Linked DNA regions of Drosophila melanogaster: regions 2 and 3 are each linked to region 1. A link is a contact called in public Hi-C data. All regions are on one chromosome and are shown on one strand. Each heading gives the region's core, a stretch centred on a gene start, on an enhancer-like site or on the middle of the called end of the contact. The rest is flanking DNA. Distances are from core to core; before and after follow the strand shown. Region 1 overlaps CG42238. Region 2 holds the start of lncRNA:CR44606 (long non-coding RNA:CR44606). Region 3 holds the start of Nthl1 (Nth-like DNA glycosylase 1).

Region 1 (2,700 bases), core at 121-2,620:
AGCCGACCGAACTTTATCTAGACCATTAAGTTTTACAAAGGAAAATATGTCAGCTAAGTGCTGTTTTTCGAAAGAGAGTAGGGGTTTTTGGGGGCTCGAGAACGGGCAACTTCTAACATCAAACCGACGAACCGCGAGATGATGACTCAGCCAGAGTCAACAAGCGAACTTAGCAGCAATAAAACACGGCCTCAAAAGACACTTACAGCTCAAACAGGCCGGGTTGCCACAGACAGCTTAAATATGTATCTATATCGCTCATATGCTCTTCAATATTTGTTACACTGAGCTACAGGGAAGCGAGTTTTGGGCAGAAAAAAAAAATGTGCCGAAACAAAATAATGTGGTAAACCTTTTTTCTTCACTTTTTCACTTTTACCAACAAATTAAAACATAAAAACAGTGGGTTTCTTAATCGGTCTGCATGGAATGAAAATATAATTTAAAATTGAGGTATTCCTTGCTGTGAAGTGTAAACAAATGGTGTCTTCGAGGCTGGAATGAATCTTCTAGTAGTTCTAATTTGCCCGGGTCATGCGTCGAGGTTAATGAGTCATATCATCATTATTATCTCGACACTGAGGCAACCAAGAAAAGTTAAAAAGTAGAAATAGAGGGACATCATCATCATCACAATTAAGCGGGGCCACACATTAAAATATAATTTCAGAGACAAGGCTGACAAAGCGCTTTTGTTTTGTAACTTAGATGCAATTAAATGTAAATAAATTCACAATTTAGTCGTATGTTTTTTTCGAATGTTTTTCGGGGTTTTTCGCCTCCGTTTGTCTGCTTATTTTTTCTTTTTTGCCCCTCGTTTAGTTGGGTTTGTTGTCGGTTTGGTGACCCGATTTCCGCAATTTAATGACTTTTGTTTGACCAGCGGATAATTGCTGGGAACAAAAAAAGTGCCCAAGAACAAGAGGAATTGCGGAACTTTCTTTTTTCCTCATTTACTTTTTGCCAGGCCTCACTTAATTCTCTTTCAGTTTCGTGCGTCTTTTGTTTGTCTTAGTTTTTCCTCTCATCTGATTGTCTTTCCCTGCCACTGTCTTTTCCTTCATCTACAATATATATATAACTATGGTATATACCCATTTTTGGTCAATTTTCTGAGGCTCCTAACGAGCTGTTGATAATACTAAGCAAAGGCGCACATTTATTGACTTTTTGTGGCATTTGTGGATTTTAGATTTGTGGCATTAGATCTTTCTATCTCGCTTTAGCCGCGTGTATTTGTCTTTGTTTGACCCGCTACGGAAATGAGCCGTGCCTGTTTTTTTCTAGGGTTCAAGGTTCAAGGTTGTCCTCCCACTCCTCCCTAATTTTTTTTTTTCCGTTGCCATTGATATCTTTGTTACACACCCGAGCTCGCACACACATTGAAGGATAAGACAGCCATAGAAGCCATTTGCTAGAAAGGGACGGGCCGCAGTAAAAGAGATGGGTGGGCGACAAAAGACGACGAGAAGAGGGGAGAGGAAAACTAAGAGTTTGGCTGCAATTTGGTTGGAGAGACATTAAGAAGCGGAAGTTGATAAGAAAGGCAAGCAAAATGTTATTTATAGATAACCAAAGCTATTCGATGGAAATATGTACATACACAAAGAATGGGAAATCTGGGATAGGTAATCGGAAAGAAATCAAAGGGTTGGCTCAAGTGGATAGGAAAGTGTTTAATTTTCGTGTAATTCGTGGTACCTAGATATAAAGCATTATTATTTTAGACATTGACTGTGCAAGTCGACCTCAACTCAACGTCGCCGCCCTTTACATTTCACAATTTGTATCCCCAGATATCTTAGTTAAAAGCTAGGAGCCATTCCTGGAAACACACTTTAAAGTTCATATTTTCATGGTTTATTATTATTGTTTTCAACTCGAGCTGATTCATCCAACCGAAGTGCAGTGCTTAGGACTTAAGACCCAAGAAATACGCTCTGGCGGAGAAAAAATAAAACAACTCAACCCAAAGACCTTAATCCGAAGAACATTAGGCATACATAAGCTCACAGGCAGACAGACAGAAAAAATGTTGTATGCCTGAATTATAATTCAATTTATGACCCCGTCCAAATGGCTTAAACTACTTCCCAAATCCTTTATCAGCGGCCACTTCGATATGCAAGACCTGAGCTGAATGCATTATCCTCCGAAAGCGATTTCCCGCCCGAAACCCTCGTCAAAAACCTGATAGATTTCAGTCAGTGGTAAAAAGACCAAGGGAATCCCGCCGGAAGCACCTACCCAAGCCAAACAACCTCCATATCCCGCTCCCTCATTAGCATACAAATGTGTCAGAACAAACAACCAAATAACCGAAAGGAACTGAAATATTTAAAGTCCGAAAGAAACGAAAAGAGCCGTCCGAAGAAATACAAATTGGGAGTGGGCAGCGTGATTTCTTGACTAATTTTTATGACACTTTTCACTTTATGAGGTGGCCCGGCTAATTCCAAGGCCTTTTTCTTTTTATCCCCTACTTTATTTACCTTCGGCTCTTATTGAACGAAGGAACGACGAATAAACCATATGCATGTACCCCAGGGCAGTAAAGATTTTTATCGCTCGAGGATGTGCCATAAAATTCCCTAGCTCTCGAGACTATTAAAAACAATAAATGTCAAAACGAAACGGATTTTCCAGTATGCGTGAGTTACCACCCCACCCCCTAAACCCCCACGCCTCTAAACAAATCAT
Region 2 (2,700 bases), core at 33-2,532, 92 kb before region 1:
AGACAAGTGCACAGGAAAAATCAAAATGGGCCATATGTATATACTTATATACTTAGATGCTAAAATAGAATGTTGTTGATTATACATGAGTACTCTATATGAATATAATGTTTCTATCGTGCCCTTTATTTTTTTTTTTTTTTGCCGTGTAAAAGTGCTTTGCAGTGGATAGAAAAGTAATTCTTTCGACTCGAACAGCAGCTTGGGGTCAAAAGTGCAACGGCAACGTTTACGATTACCAAAACGTATTTATTATTCATAGGAAAACATGCAAACTACATAGCAGGGGCACATATGCAGCCGCACACACGAGCAGGGACATTAACAATAAATATAATGGCCCGTCGAACAAATATAAATTGACACGGAGATAACCTTTTGTGGCGTCTCCGACGCTCAGACGCCGATGAAGTTGTTCGCTCCGATGACGCTGATGATGATGATGATGGTGGTGAAGATGATGACGATGGGGTGCCGATGGTGGGGAAGCTGCCACCGAGGAGCCAACGATTTGCCGTTATCAATAGCGAACGGAGTGGGCTTATGGCTTAATCTCTGTCTGGACTCACATTTAATAACTCACTTTTGTTGACCCTTTCGGTGGGCCTCACAACAAATTTAAGTTAGGTTTTACACGTGTTGCCCAAATATATATACACTTCAATATCAATTAGTTGTTGTATTTAATACTTGGTTTCTTTCAACTTTGTTCTTCTTTCGAATAGGAATTTTGATTTAGCGTAAAAGCTGTAGCATACTTCTGCGCGTCGTCGGACTTTCCATAAACCTCAATAATTTGAGGTTTTTTGAGCGGCTTTGAGTTGATGTTTCGCTTTTGATATTTGCTTTTGGCCTTTTCACCCCATTTTCATTTTCCATTTTTGGTTAGCATTTGTAATTTTGTCTTTGACAGCTTTGTGCCTCTCGAGTGCGTGTGTGTTGGTGGCATGGTTTTGAAATGCATAGAAATCTCAATCGCTTTGTGTTTTGAGTTTTGGGCCACAAACTCGAGCACACACACACACCAACACGGCTGAACGAACAGGAGTGCAACATTTTTTGGAACCGTTTCCGGTCATTAAAACAGGACAACAAATTAGCTTACTGTCAGTAAAGAAAGTTATAATGTCATTGAGAGACCCGTTAAAGAATTTTATATGCCTTGCTAAAATATTGCAGAACAGCTTATTCCGTTATATTATATATGTTTTGTTCGCTAGGCCCTCTGCAATTAGAGACATTGGCTGTCTACAGTTGCACCCAGCAGTTCACAGCACTAAATTGTGTGAGAATAGAAAAACTGTCAAGTGATTTGTCATTTAGTCAATGACATACATTTCCATGTTTGGTATAACTTTTTCCATGTTTCACATTCGAATTTGGAGCAGTTCCCGGCGCTGCTGTTGTAATTGAAGCATGTAATGCAGCAAACCCAACTGCAGACCGGTGACCTCCGCCCCCGGCAGTTGGGGGAATTGTCATACAAAAGCTTTTGGGAGCATTTTGGGCAACTGCTGTTTTCGATATAATGACCTCAAGGCAACAAATCCGCCCCACAAGCCAACAACTGAAGTACAAATGGAGCTTTCCCCGGTTGAGTGCACTTTGTGTACATGTAACTATGTGTGACCGATGTTGTTGCCGTTGCTTGTGGGTGGGTGTTCGTGGGTGTTTGTTGGTGTTTGCTCAACTACATAATCATCTATTAGTATTTACATACACAGAACTACACTTGTTTGCATTTAAGCGCCAAGCGGATTATTCCCGTCACTTGAGAGTCCTTGGGCCTTGTCCGCCCAAGTGCCACCCGTCCCAAGTGCACACGCCCAAAATCTCTGGTTCTTCATGGACGTACACAGAAAACAATTGAAAGATTATACAGAAATAAATCCAAAAGTAGTTAATACATCGCTATTATCGCTTAATTGAAAGCGCCTTCAAACGGATACCAATGCTTTTGGCCTACTATGTGTACACAAGTGGGGGGCAGATTTTTGGCAGTGTACATTTATCTATGCATTTTTTATATTGCGAGTGCTGAGTGTGTGCCAGATTTATTGCTGCTGTGATTGGGTTAGCTGGAAAAGTGCTTTGGTTTTCCTTCACCACCACCATCACAGTAATCCTATCTCAATGTTTTTGTTCTTTTGGCGAAAAGCGAAAATCTTTTACGGCAATCAATATGTGTATAAATTAAGGGAAATCGGCAAATGTCTTGGATTGATATCTTGCAATTTCAGCCAGGCCTTCGAATTTGATTGTGCTTTGCAGTTCACCAATTTGTTTATTTTTATTTCGGCCTTTGTAAATAGATGGAGTGTCACACAGCAAACAGATTTAAATTCAAACAAATGAATTGCATTTGTAATCCCTGGCAGAAATGAAGATAACCTTTTTATTTTGCGAAAAACAAGCTTCTGTTTGCTTTTCCACCGTGATGTTAAATTGAATTTTTGTGTGCATTTTCGCAGTGGTTATTGGTGAGGAAAATAAGAATATGATGCAATATGATGGCAATTCTATTTTCAGATGAACCAGTGACTTTTATTGTCTAGTTGTCGTCTCAATCCGAATCTTCAGCAGTAGAAATGAGTATTAATTGATTTTCGTCCACAGCCAAAGGGCGTTGCAGTCAAAGTCACATTTATGACTTATCCTTCCGGAAATGATTTTAATATTATAATTTCAATGATGTGCCTG
Region 3 (2,700 bases), core at 125-2,624, 110 kb before region 1:
GGGCTGAAGGACAAATGTCCTTGTTCAGGCACTCCCCACAATTTGGCTTCACTGGGGTGCAAATGGTTTGTCCGAATCCCACGAACAAATGATTGACCTCTGACCAGAGGCTGAATGGCAGCCACTTCTCCAACGCCACACGGGTTTGCTCGGGCTCCTTGGTGGGCTTCGGCACCCAGCCCAGCCTGTTAGAAAGGCGGTGGACGTGGACGTCCACTCCGATTCCGGTTATCTTGTTCCAGGCCACTGCCATGCATATATGGGCCATCTTGGGGCCAACTCCTGGAAGAGCTACAAGGTCCTTGACATTATCTGGAATGTCCGAACCATACTTGTCCGTCAGTATCTCCACGGTTTGCTTGAGGTATTTAGCTTTGTTCTGGAAGAGATCGAGAGTAAGTGCGATATATTTATTTATTATTAATTCCACCAAACCTTGTAGAAGGATACGGGATGCAGTAAATTCTCGAGTTCAGTCACTGGCATTTCCTTTACTTTCAGTGGAGTTAGACCTCGGTCTTTAAGGCGATTCATGGCTTCATAAGTAGTTTGGTCTTTGGTTTGACTGGACAGCATCAATGCCACTAAGTTTTGGAAGCGCTGGGTCTGCAAGGAAGTTGTTTGCTTGTAACATATTCTTCTATGTACTTAATTCCACTTATTGGAAATACCTTCGAGTCTGCTTTTAAATCGGCGCATCGGTGGCATCCCATGGTGTCCACTGGCGCAGTTCTGGAGTTTCTCATAATGCGAATGTTTTCTAGGTGGTTAAACCACAAAGGATGTGGTGCTTGCACCTCAGAAAAAGAAGGGGAATCCTCCGGAGCTTCCTGTTTTATTTGGGGTTCCACCTCCTCTCTTATCTTATCCACTCTCACTGGGGAGTCCACAGCATCAGGGACCACCTTGCATATGACCACAGTAGCCGAACCCATTTGAACTCTGGTTACCATGCGATCATCCTTTCTAAACTTTTTGGGTGCCACTCGAGCTGGAGACAAGGGCTCCATTTTAATGTTAGTTTTCTTCACGGCTTCCCCATTTAAGAGACGCTGCTTGCGGGTTTGCACGGGGGAGAAGAACACTGAGCTACTCGATCCTGCTGCGCCAGCAGATACACCAACCAGATCCTCTATATCCTGGAAGATTTAGAAACTGCGTCTTGAGTATCAATTTCATTGTTTATCATGCATTTCCGCCTACCCTCACGTTATCCGCCCTATTTGGACGACTTTTTATTTCCGTGGGTTTTATAAGATCTCCGCGTTTTGCCAACTTGTTGGCCAACGTTAATTTCTTTACATTTTTGGCCATAGCTAATACAATTTCTGCGCTTCAGTTTCAGTTTCCATGTTTGTTTACATTTCGAACCTATCGATTTCGATGTAGGAGAAACGGCCACACTTTACAACTAAGTAGCCGGGAACATTTGAAATTTCGAAATATTCAACTCATGCAAGTTAGGATTTTAAGAACCATTTTTCGTATGCTACAGCATAATAAGTTATAAGCTATTACAATACATTTTAAGCCACAAATTTAATTTTAATGCACTTGATTTAAAAAAAAGTACAAACTTTTCGATTTCGTTATCAACAGCTCATAAAATTTAACAAAGATATTTAAAATAAATTTTATACCCGATATTCGTATACTAGATTCGTTGAAAAGTAAGTAATAAGCAGAAGGAAGCGTTTCCGACCAACTACATATATATATATTCTTGATCAGGATCAGTCGATCTAGTATGAACGTCGAGATCCCAGGAACTATAAAAGCTAGAAGGTTGAGATTAAGAACAGTGGTTCTAGAGACATAGACGTAGCGCAATTTTGTAGAACCGATTTCCAATCTAACGCCCATAAACAGCCCGAAATTGTCATGCCCAAACTTTTGAAAAATGTTTTACTATTTTTTGATTTTTATGTTAGTTTTGTAAATTTATATGCCAAAATACTTTACGCCCACAAGCCGCGTAAACCTGTCACGCCCACATTCTCAGCAACATTTAAATTTTTATTTTATTATTTTGTTTCCAATTTCTACCAATATTCCAAAAAATATTGAAATTTCTCGTTCACACTTCCAGCTGTGCGAGGGAACTCGACTATAGCATTCTCTCTTGTTTTTAATCTGATGGGTAAGTAGCTTAAGTATAGCTAAAGTAAAGCTGAGTTAATAAACGCTTAAAACAAATGTATGTTCATCTTTGGATATACATATTTGCTTTTGGGGAACAACGGATATCGTTATCTTTCCACAGGGTTCTATTTTTTTTTATATTTTTAACAAAGGATTGGCTACTGGAGCGTTGTTCAATCACTATAGCACTGAAAAAGTTGACAGCCTCAAAACTTCAAACTTTTGGCAGGTCTCCCATTTTAGTTCACTGATATATAATTCTTTATGTAGACTGACATAAATTTTAATTGTGATTTTTCGGTAAATATTGTTACGATAAAAATGGGAACAGCGAGTGCGTTATCTTCAAAACAGGATGGATCCCGAGTCGTCCATGAACATTAACGGACTCTATCTGGAGGTCCACAGGTAATGGGGATCCCTTTGCATATCGATGTTACTTGACAAGCGAGTTGAGCATGTGACATACAACGGGTTGCCATTGGGCAAAGAGTAAAAATCTATTGTTATTTTGCAGATCTGTCAACGACAAGGTGTTGGGTGGCAACAGCAATGGGT

What was found. A called contact is a pair of places that touch in the nucleus more often than the background predicts.
Region 2: a contact with region 1 is called in a Hi-C map of the Kc167 cell line, with 1.9 times the contacts expected there. The contact joins the promoter of lncRNA:CR44606 here to the enhancer-like site in region 1. A contact is called at or near these places in 25 of 107 Hi-C or Micro-C datasets (the D17-c3 cell line, the Kc167 cell line, the S2 cell line and 9 more) and 1 of 6 datasets of contacts at active chromatin or transcription factors (the Kc167 cell line).
Region 3: a contact with region 1 is called in a Hi-C map of the Kc167 cell line, with 2.4 times the contacts expected there. The contact joins the promoter of Nthl1 here to the enhancer-like site in region 1. A contact is called at or near these places in 12 of 107 Hi-C or Micro-C datasets (the D17-c3 cell line, the Kc167 cell line, the S2 cell line and 6 more) and 1 of 6 datasets of contacts at active chromatin or transcription factors (the Kc167 cell line).

What each region holds. Positions count from the first base shown.
Region 1 is chr2L:21,038,536-21,041,235 of dm6, forward strand. The region is part of intron 2 of CG42238; the gene reads right to left. Among named protein-coding and RNA genes, the nearest start is that of snoRNA:Me28S-C2789, 5.1 kb to the left of the region's middle. Within about 2 kb of position 1,371, at least 13 of the 39 cell types and tissues checked have an H3K27ac peak or open chromatin away from gene starts, as enhancers often do. A contact at or near this core is called in the Kc167 cell line, the S2 cell line, embryo and 2 more, where this site is marked.
Region 2 is chr2L:20,946,888-20,949,587 of dm6, forward strand. lncRNA:CR44606 (long non-coding RNA:CR44606) reads right to left here and starts at 1,283. Exons shown (of 1, transcript NR_124408.1): 1 at 248-1,283.
Region 3 is chr2L:20,926,486-20,929,185 of dm6, forward strand. Nthl1 (Nth-like DNA glycosylase 1) reads right to left here and starts at 1,375. Exons shown (of 4, transcript NM_136234.3): 1 at 1,204-1,375; 2 at 672-1,139; 3 at 436-606; 4 at 1-379. The coding sequence starts at 1,314. It also overlaps the pseudogene CR33319.